3 separate regions of the Mus musculus genome follow, and regions 1 and 3 are each linked to region 2. The links are chromatin contacts, called in public HiCAR-type and promoter capture Hi-C maps. All regions are on one chromosome and are shown on one strand. The core of a region is the stretch at or near the end of the contact, and the rest is flanking DNA. Distances in the headings are between cores, read along the strand shown. Region 1 holds the start of Lncpint (long non-protein coding RNA, Trp53 induced transcript). Region 2 holds the start of Ahcyl2 (S-adenosylhomocysteine hydrolase-like 2). Region 3 holds the start of Klf14 (Kruppel-like factor 14).

Region 1 (3,463 bases), core at 758-3,257, 1.5 Mb after region 2:
CTCTCGCCACCGCAGCTCGTCCGCCACGATCGCGCGCCTCCGCCCGGCCGGGGGCGGGAGGGCAGAGGGCACCACCCTGTTTACCGCCCGGGCTCGAGCCCTGAGCCGGAAACGGTCTCCCGGGAGCGGGCGCGTGAGTGCGCACCCACCCGCGGCGCGGCTCTGCGTGGGCAGTGAGCAAAGGGCCACGGCGGCTGCGTGTCACCCCCGTCACGACTCTTGCTACGCACTTCGCCCCCAGCCTTCAGCTCGCGAGCTGCCGCGGACCCCTCACGTGGCCGCCTCCTCCCTGACACGCCGTGCCGAGCAAGCCGTGGCTGCGGACCCAGGCGCTCCGGAGTCTTGTCCCCACCCCGCCTCGGACGTCACCCGCCTCGGACCACCCAACCCACACCTTCCGCCCCGGGCGCGCGCGGGAGGGGGTAGATAGCTCCAAGCTGTCAGAAGCCTACAGTGTGTGCCACATGACGAAGCTCGCCCTCGTCCTCGACACTCACGCAGCAGCTTCGCTGCGAGCTGAAACAGACATATTGGGGGGGGGGGACCTGTCTTGATTTTTCTCTTGGTTTTAAAAGCAACCCCCCCCATACATAAGCGTTAGACTTAGCTCTACCTACGCACTCGCTTTGCCTCCCCCATGGTCTCCTACCAAATCCAAGCGACTTACCAAATCCAAATGCCCACCCTACACACCTGCTAGGTAACCTGCCTTCTGGAACCTCAAAGCCCCACCCATCCCGCCTGTGGGGGCAACCTGTGGTGGGGGGGAGTGAGGCAACACGATTAGGTAGTGATAGAGAGGGGGGACATACAACCCCCCATCTCCAGAGCAAGAGGACGCATCCTGCTTCCCTCCGCCAAAATAATAGCCGAAGTCAAAGCTCCGGCTTCCCAGGGGCTGCCTCTCCCCCCACCTTCCCCCTAGAACCAAAACGTCGCGTCCCTCCCAACCGCTCGCCCCCAGCCCTTACTTCTTGTTGACGGCCGAGGTGGGGGGGCGTGGGAGCCATGCATGAGTTGCCTCTAGGTTCGGGATGTTGGTCTCCTCTGAGTGAAGAGGTGGGATCTCGAAATGGAAACAGTCCTCCCTCCCCCCCCCCAACCCCCCCCCGCCGGTCCCTCCCCTCCTCCTCCTCCTCTTCGTCTGTTTACCTCAAGTTTGAATTTTATCTGCGCAACATTAGCTGGAATGCGGACATTGAAAAAAAAAAAAAAAACCACTCGCTCTCAACCCGGCAGCAGCTCCGGAGGAGCCATGTGGCATCAAGCCACCGCAAAGGGGAAAAAAAAGTGCTCTTAGCAACACAAACATGGCGAAATAGCTCCGACATGCCCGTTTCACGCAGCAACCCTACCTTCCTTCGCTCACCCGCCGAGCATCCTGGCCCGCTGCCTCAGGCCCCTTGTGGGGGACCGTAAGGGGGCCCCGGGGACTGCGAGGGTGGACGTCAAGAGAGTCCACCGGGAAAATAGCACAGATGACGCGCCAACCCATCTGCCTCACCGAGAGTGCGGGGACGCTTTTTCCACCCCCAAGGTGGGAGTTGAGCACCAAATCCTGTCCCCAAGTCCTGCTGGACCCGTTTTCCCCACCCTAAAGAACTTACCTTGAGGCTGAACACTACACCGCTTTGCTCTCTTTTCTGGTTCCTTCCTCTGGAGTGAGGAGGAAAATGATGCGCACGTAGATTCCGAGAGCGTATTCTTCTAGAATTTTCCCATGATGGTTGGTGGGGAGCGATGGGGACTCTGAGACAGGTGCGGGGCTGCCGGCTAAAAGTTGCTCAGCGCACCACGGTGGGCGACAGGGTCCCCGGAGCGGGCGGAGGACCCCCACTCTCTGTCCCTGGCGTCGCCCACTTGTCACGCCAGGCTGCTGCGTGCGCTCGGCTGCAGAGGAGGTGGCGTAGTTTCTCTTTCTCCCACCTCTTCTCACTTGTTTTGTAGCCGTGGGCTCCCCTAATGCTTTCCTCTCCACAATGTTGTTTCATTATATCATGTCCATCATGTGACACCGGAGAGGCCTCTCTATGGAAACTTAAAGGGGCTCCCACGTGACTGCAGCAGCAACAACAGCAGCAGGACCGCCGGCGGCGGCGGCGGCAGCATTTGTACCACCACCCACCAGGAGCCCCTCGAAGCATCCCGAAGGGGCTTGTGGCGCTGCGAAAGCCCAGATAAGGGAGCCACTGCATCCGGGAGCTATGGCGTCGGTGCGTGCGTGGAGCCAGTGCTCATTACACAGCAAGCGGAACAGGAGCGTCCTTAAATCCTTTCCTGCAGTCACCAAGCCCACGCTCTGTTAAAATGACATTTCGTGGTTCCTACTTTATTTTCCCCCAAGAGCTGTGAGTTCCCTATCAGGCCTGATTAAATTTTACAAAGTCAAAAAGAAAAGCCAGATTTGCCCTCTCAGTGAGCTCACTCGCAGATCGTTGGTAGAACAGAAATGCCCAGAAAATAACAACCAGAACCGGGCATTTGGTCCATAATTACCATCACTACCAGTTTCGGAGCTTTCTGGAATTACATTCCTCCGGTAACTGTTGATGATGCTCTCAAGAGGCAAAATGCAAGGCAGTTTTTCTCTTCCGCGGCTATATTAGGGCTTTGTTGCTGACAACAGTAAAAACTTGTTTGTGTCAGGAAGTGAGGTATGAAGCCATGACCTGTAAGGTACAGACAAAACCAAAGTGGCAGTTTGGGCACTACTTTTCTGACCACATTCTTCCAAATGGTGACAAGATGACTGCCATAAAATGCGTGCTTGGTTGGAAATAAGATGATCAGGGAAACATGCTTATCCCTTAATCATACTGTGCATGCTACACACTAGAAATTATATATACATATATATGCGTGTGTGTGGACAGAGCGCAAACGTGCATTTTCCTGATATTCCAAACCACCAATTCTGTCCCCACTGCTAGCATTTAACTTAAGTATTAGCGTTTAAAGGCTTATTCGTGTCTAGTGATGTATGGAAACTAAGTTTGAAGTCCTTAGTCTTAATGACTTGCAATGTATGTGTGTGCAAGGTGTGTGGGGGGGGGGGTCTACTTCGAATCGCAATTCTCTGTCTCTACATTTTTATGTACCATGGAAAAACATCCTATAAGTAAAATCTATGATTAAATTGCTATTTTTCTGTTGGTTCACACTTTTCCGTCTTTATAAGGAAAACGGGGTTGGCAGAATTGTGGAAAAAGGATAAGAAAACACTAACTCAGTAACTGAGGAGTGGGATGGGAGAGGACCAACATTCCGGCCTGGCCTTGATTATCCGTCTCTCTCCATCACTTATGAATGCATTAGGTCTCCCTCTAATTCTAACACCCATCCTTATGGCCTTCTAACCTCAAGTCTAATTCTTTCATCCTTTTAACCCTCTTTTGCCTGGACCGCCCAGCTCAGGCTCTTTGCTTATGTACCCAGCTCAGGCCTTCCCAAATACTTAACCCCA
Region 2 (3,164 bases), core at 206-2,705:
GATCACCACTATAGTTGGTTGTGAGCCACCATGTGGTTGCTGGGACTTGAACTCCAGACCTCTGGAAGAGCAGCAGATGCTCTTAACTGATAAGCCATCTTGATGTTGTTATATGCCCCTTCCCCTTCCCCGCCAGGGTATCTCTGTGTAGTCCTGGCTGTCCTGGAAATTGCTCTGTAGACCAGGCTGCCTGCCTCTGCCTCCCAAGTGCTGGGATTAAAGGCTTATGCCACCACCGCCTGGCTTTTAGTCTGATTTTTAAAATTATAAGCATTTATTTCCTTTTATCATTAAAAGACTATTGGAGAACTCTTCTTAAAAGAAAAAAAATTCTATCATCAGTAGAACATTACTTTCAGGTAAGTTTCTTCTTTTTGTGACAGGCTTTGGCTAAGCAGTCAAAGCTAACCTCAACACATTTCTGATTCTCAGGTCTCTGTCTCCTGAGTGTTGGGCTTACCACTATGACCAAATGGTACGCAATTTTATTTTATTTTTGTTATTAAAAATAAAACTGGCAGCTGGTGATCTGGTCAAAAGTTAATTGAATTTGTTGCTCATTTAGAGGGCCCAGGGTAGATTCCCAGTTCTTTTCTGGTCCTTTAATTACATGTGTGCGGTAGAATTAACTTTTTTTTTTTTTTTTTTAAAGACAGGGCCTTGCTTCATAGCTCAGCTGGCCTCGAACTATTATCACTGGTGACGCATACACTTCAGATGTTCAAATTATTACTGCGTACTCCACCATACCCTGACGAGATTTCTTTCTTTGGGGATTTGATTTTAGTTACTTAATTCAAGAGTACGCCAGAAAGCATGACAGCAGGAAATGGCTTATTTCTTTTCTTCTAGAAACCAACCCACTGAAGAAAGGCTCGGAACGGAATGGAGAAACCCCATGCCTTCTAGCCTGGAGCCGGAATTCATCTCACCTGACCTGCCGCTTTTCCTTTAAAGGCCGCCCACGTGATAGCACACATGCGCACACTCCGGAGGAAATTCACGCCGTCAGGGGAGCGAGTCATTCTTGCCCCCCACTTTCCCTGGGGTTTCTGGCATTCCTTTCCGGAAACCACAACCCCTCTGGAGACATTCTCCTCATCTATTCCGTCGCGTCATCCGTTTTTATACTTTTCTGTTAGTCGCTGTCCTGGGAGTTCCCTCTCCATCAAAAACTACTTTCCGGAGGAGGGACGAAAGGACTACAACTCCCAGGGGACTCTGCGGCCTATCCCCCACCCACCCCCCCGCGAGGCGAGCGCAGTGCAAGTTGGTTGCTGAGGTCCCACGGTCTTCTAGTCGCGTGCAACCCGGAGCAAGCGCACTACAGGTTCTGTGGCGCCTCGCGCGTGAGTCAGACAGGGGTGGGGCGAGGCTCGAGAGGCCGGGCTGGCGGCGAGCGAGCGGGCGGGCGGAGGAAGGGGGTGGGAGCGGAGGCGATGGAGGGGAGGAGTGGGGGTATGGGGGAGGGAAGGGGAAGGGAGGCGGGAGGCGGGGCCGAGTGGGAGCTGGTGCGAGAGTCAGAGTCGGCGGTTGCAGTGGAGGCGGTGATGTCGGTGCAGGTTGTGTCAGCAGCGGCAGCCGCCAAGGTGCCTGAGGTGGAGCTGAAGGATCTGAGCCCCTCCGAGGCGGAGCCCCAGTTGGGACTGAGCGCGGCGGCCGTGGGCGCCATGGTACCCCCAGCGGGTGGCGGGGACCCAGAGGCTCCAGCTCCGGCTCCCGCGGCGGAGCGGCCCCCGGCCCCCGGCCCGGGCTCGGGGCCCACCGCGGCTCTGAGCCCTGCGGCCGGGAAGGTCCCTCAAGCGTCCGCCATGAAGCGGAGCGACCCTCATCACCAGCACCAGCGGCATCGCGACGGCGGCGAGGCCTTGGTCAGCCCCGACGGCACGGTCACCGAGGCGCCGCGCACGGTCAAGAAGGTACTGGGGTCGGGCTGCCTCGCTTCTCGGAGAGGCGGGGAGGGCGGGCACGGGAGTGGCGGCCCTTCAGGGCACGGCGGCACCCGGTTCCACACCCTCTAGATCGTGGAGCCGAGAGTCTTCTCCCACCCTTGAACCCGCTCTTAGAGCGGCCGCCACCCGGTGCTCCGCTGCGAAGCGAAGCCTCTAGGTACCACGGGCGTACTTTACTAATAACATGGAGGTAGCGCCCTTCACTACTACTTGAACGAGGCAGGGGGAGGAGAAGCACCTACTACTACACCCGGCGCCTCCAGCACACTCCCGCGTGTAATTTTCCGGACTGTTCGGTGGCATAGAAAAACCTTCCCTCCAGCGATAAGGATAGCAAGATCTTTTTCCTTGGAGAACGAGGAAGCTGTAGTTAGCTCTCTCTCATGAGAGCTCGGGAAACCCTCTGAGTTGCCTGGCTTCTGTACAGATGATGACTTTCTGCCTTTCTGTGGCCAACAGCTCTCCACAGGGTAGTACTGATCTGTGCCCTTCCTTTCTAGCCATTGCAATTCTCTTGTACTGCGATTGTAGACCGGTAATGGAAAGATGCTTCATTCACCCTGAAGAGGGCTGGTCTCTAGGATTACCAGATTGTACCTGAAGAGAATGCTTATTTTATTCATATCTTTATCGTGAGCAGAAAGTGTTAGGAAGAAATGCTTGCTACTTTGAGGAAAGTAATCGTTTGGGGCTGTCGGCTTCCTTCATAAATAGAAACGTGTAATGATGGTACCCCCGAATTATTTATATATTGGCTATACCCTTTACCCACTCCCCTCGTTTTTTCTCCCATTTATTGATGTCAGCACAAGAGGTAAAAGACAAGATCTGTGGATCATCTAAAAAAAAATGTGGCTTTCATTTCTTGGGAACAGTATGAACACAATGATTTACGTTTTTTCCCATTATAATGGGTGCATTTTGTTCCGTCAGAACAACAGTAAAAAAAGATATGAAGTGTACATTGGGTTTACTATGTAGAGTTTAGGTGAACCTTGGCTCCAGCAAAACATTTTGTTGTAATTACCTCATGACTTAGGGCAGTTAACTTTTTCATTTGGTAGTGCTAAATGATGTCAGAGGCAAGACTGAAGGAATTTAACAGTGCTTTAGGGCATGCTGTGTCCTTTGCAGTTTGGTGTGTTGTCCTCCCCTCTCCATGCAATTATAGTTAAATGGAGGAATTACACTTAAAAGATGCAGCCTGGGCTA
Region 3 (3,470 bases), core at 94-2,593, 1.2 Mb after region 2:
GGCATGGACAACGGCCTGGGGGGCAGCGGGGGTGGGGGTTGTGCTTGAGGGAAAGATAGACAGCAAGACAGTCCTACAGGCAAGCAGTGAAGCTGGTCTCCTGGCCAGAAGAGGAGCTGGAGTCGGAACCAGAGCTTTCCACCATGGCTGGGGGTGGTGGCTCAGGGCGGGGAGTGCGACGACGACCTCGGTACTCGATCATGTCGGGATGGTAAGTTGGATGGCGACGAGCATGCTTGGTCAGGTGGTCGCTCCGAGAGAACTGCTTGGGACACAGCGGGCAGGAGAAGCGCTTTTCACCGGTGTGCGTCCTGTAGTGGCGGGCTAGCTCATCAGAACGCGTAAACTTCTTGTCGCAGTCGAGCCAATCACAGGAGAAGGGGCGTTCCCCCGTGTGGGTACGCTGGTGTGACTTGAGGTGCGACGACTTGTAGTAGGCCTTGTTGCAGCCATGGAAGGAGCACTGATGTCGCTTGGATGCGGGCGTAATCTGCCTCCTTCGGTACGTCGGGCCCGTTGATGGCGCAGGGCGGGCCCCTGGGGGCCCCTCGGGCACTTCTCCGCTGTCATCCGGCTCCTCTGAGGCCTCAGGCGCATCCAGGATAGCAGAATCACTGCAGGAGCTCTCGGCGTCAGAGAGCTCATCCTCGAAGAAGGCCTGGGTAGGCTCAGAGCCCCCAGTAGGGCTGGAGCACCAGGTCGGCTCGAAGCAGCTAGTTGAGGCACACGGAGCTTCTTCGGAGTCTTCCCTGAAGTCTTCCCGGGCACCACAGCTTAAATCAGCCAAAGCGCTCGCAGCCAGCAGGTGGGGCGCGCCATCGCCTTCTCCGGGGCTCGGGGTGGGGACCTGGAGGACTGGGGGTATCCACAGCACCCCCCGTGACCCGGTACCCTTCCCCGCCGACTCCCGAGACACTGCACCCACCTCGGAGACAGCCGCTGCGCTCGCGCCTTCGGGGTCCGTTGCGCGCCGGTGCAGCACGGCGCGGGTGGACATAGACACCAGGCACTCGGCAGCGAAGTAGTCCAGGCAAGCCACGGCGGCCGACATGCTGGCGGCGCCCGGTTGCGGGCGAGCGCCGTCCGAGCGCGGCCAGCCGCGGGCCGGAGAGTCCCCGGGAGCGTCCGTCCCGCCGCTTGGAGCCAGACGAGCTGGAAGCCGGTGCGCGCCGCTCGCCGCCCGCAGCCGCTGCTGCCGGAGCCGAGCCCGCCCCGCCTGACGCGCCCTGACGCACTGAAGCCTGCGGGGGTGGCGGGGACCCGCCCCGGCCCGAGGACACCCCTGGATCGCGCTGCCGCGCGGGCTATGGCATTCCCAGCAGCCTGGGAAATTATCTTGTCTGCGCTTTCTCTCCGCTGCTGGCGAGCCAGGTAATTTCAATGCGCGCAAGTCCCGGATCGCAACTTCTGGGCAGCCTGCCGGCCTCGCCCCCCTCGCCCCTGGTCTCTGGCCAGCTGGGTGTCAGGCAGAGTCCTAGAAACTTTTTTTTATCCTCTAAGGGGGAGGAGGGAGCGGCGAGGGAAAAAAAAGCGGCGCTAATACCTGACTTGTCTTTCGCTTCGCAAACGCGATCGCTGGCGAAGTGGGCTGCGATTGCGTTTGACTCGCGTCCACCGCTCACAGCTCAAATGGAAAATAGCCCCAAGTCTTCATCCAAAAGAAAACGGGGGCGAAACAAAGTTTTCTCATTTAGCAGTTCGGCTGTTAATGCAGGATCGGCAGCCTTGTCGCCAATAGATCACCGCGTAGCCATTAATTAATAGCGTTTTGAATCAGAAACGGTTTTAACCCTGGCGAGAGCAAAGAATCATCCCCGCTTGAAATAGAAACTTAAAATCCTTGAAGTAACGATTTAACTATTCAAGCAACGAAAGAAAAAAACGCACGTTTAAACTGCATTAACCTGTCACAGGCACACAAACAAATATCCACGCTGAAATATAAATTACAGACTAGCAGCGAGATAAACACATTAAAATGGACTCCCACAATTTTAATAATAGAAAGTCACGTTTCCAATTAGGCAACCTCTTCTAGTTCTCTTTTGACAAAAAAATTAAAATTAAGAATATGCAGCAAAATAGTATAGAATGCTCATCCAGTGGTTTATGACTGTGGGGGCTTTTTCTTTTTTATAATCAAATATGAATGATTTCTTTCACATGCCTTCACGGCTTTATTTGCCCCCCTTTTTATTTTTTAAAAATTAAAAACCCCACAGAAAATAAACAGGATGATTTCTAAATGTAGTGCTACCACGGTTTGGGATGTACATAGGCTTTACTTTTGTACTATTACGTTATGTGCACTTTATTTGCAATGCTTCACTATTTTTTTCTTTGGAAAAGTAAAATGATACACATGCTTCAAGAATAACATATGTCCATATACTTGATGATTAGAATAATCAAATATGATATTTTTGTCGTGTTTGCTTCAAATTTTAAATTTATATTAAGCATCCAGAGAGGGTAGAATGTCATTTCCCTCGTTTCTCTAGCACTGTTCGTTTTCTCCCTCGCTAATCAGTATCATAAAGGGTAAATTCTTCTAACATTTGCTGTGCTTTATTACACAGCTACCTAAGTATGTAAATAGACCCATGTATCTTTGTTAGTGTATTTTAAATGTGGGCAAGTGTTACTGTGCTGCACATGTCTCTTTGCAGCTTGCTTCTCCCAGCATGATTTGTGGGTTGATACCTGTAGAACTGACTGTCCATTTCAGCAGTTTTAAAATAGTATTGGCAGTTGTATTATTTTTAAAGAGACCCAATTCTAAAACGGATTCATTTTTGTTAAAGATACTGCCTCAAATTTTCAGATGCTGCAGCAATCCATACATGAACATTCTCTGAGAATGATTTAGTACCTGATTTTTCTTTTAAATTTATGCTTTAGAAAAACGTGTGGAGATATTTTAAAATGATGAGAGAATATAATACAAGTGTACCTGTCTGGTATAATTCATAAATGTTACTATTTTGTCATATCTGTTTTAGATCTTCTTTTTAAACTTTAACTAGTCATCATTTCTGATGAAATTCAAGTCCCCTCTGCCTCTCTGGCTGCACTCTCCAGCCTTCCCCCAAAGGCAAACTCTATCATGAATTTGGTATGCAACTTTGCAATTTAGGTTGCAGACTTTCAACTTTATATGAATTTATATGGAGATACTGCTTTTTAAAAATATATACACATGGTTTAAGACTGTATATATTATTCTTTAACTTGTTTCTTCCTTCTTGGTATGTTTTTGGGTGTTTTCCCCCTCCTAATCATGTTGGTGAATATAAATGCAGTTCACTCATTTTAATTGCTGCATTGTAGATCCATGCATATGAATGTGTCCTTTTTATTCATGGTCCTACTGATGAATGTTGAAGTTGTTGCCAATATTTTGGCATTGCTAGTGCATGTTTCTTTTGCACATATGCAAGAATTTCTCCAGTGTGTACCTAGGTGACGAT

What was found. Promoter capture Hi-C pulls out the DNA fragments that hold promoters and counts their contacts. HiCAR-type assays count read pairs that join an accessible place to other places.
Region 1: a contact with region 2 is called in a promoter capture Hi-C map of pre-B cells. The contact joins the promoter of Lncpint here to the promoter of Ahcyl2 in region 2.
Region 3: a contact with region 2 is called in a HiCAR-type map of astrocytes, with 2.9 times the contacts expected there. The contact joins the promoter of Klf14 here to the promoter of Ahcyl2 in region 2. A contact is called at or near these places in 5 of 39 promoter capture datasets (the 3T3-L1 cell line, liver, maxillary cranial neural crest and 1 more) and 1 of 115 datasets of contacts at active chromatin or transcription factors (astrocytes).

Annotation. Positions count from the first base shown.
Region 1 is chr6:31,216,467-31,219,929 of GRCm38.p6, forward strand. It overlaps Lncpint (long non-protein coding RNA, Trp53 induced transcript), which reads right to left and starts at 2,008. Exons shown (of 4, transcript NR_110471.1): 1 at 1,608-2,008.
Region 2 is chr6:29,766,988-29,770,151 of GRCm38.p6, forward strand. It overlaps Ahcyl2 (S-adenosylhomocysteine hydrolase-like 2), which reads left to right and starts at 1,456. Exons shown (of 17, transcript NM_001171000.2): 1 at 1,456-1,919. The coding sequence starts at 1,551.
Region 3 is chr6:30,957,647-30,961,116 of GRCm38.p6, forward strand. It overlaps Klf14 (Kruppel-like factor 14), which reads right to left and starts at 1,344. Exons shown (of 1, transcript NM_001135093.1): 1 at 1-1,344. The coding sequence starts at 1,051. The coding sequence ends at 74.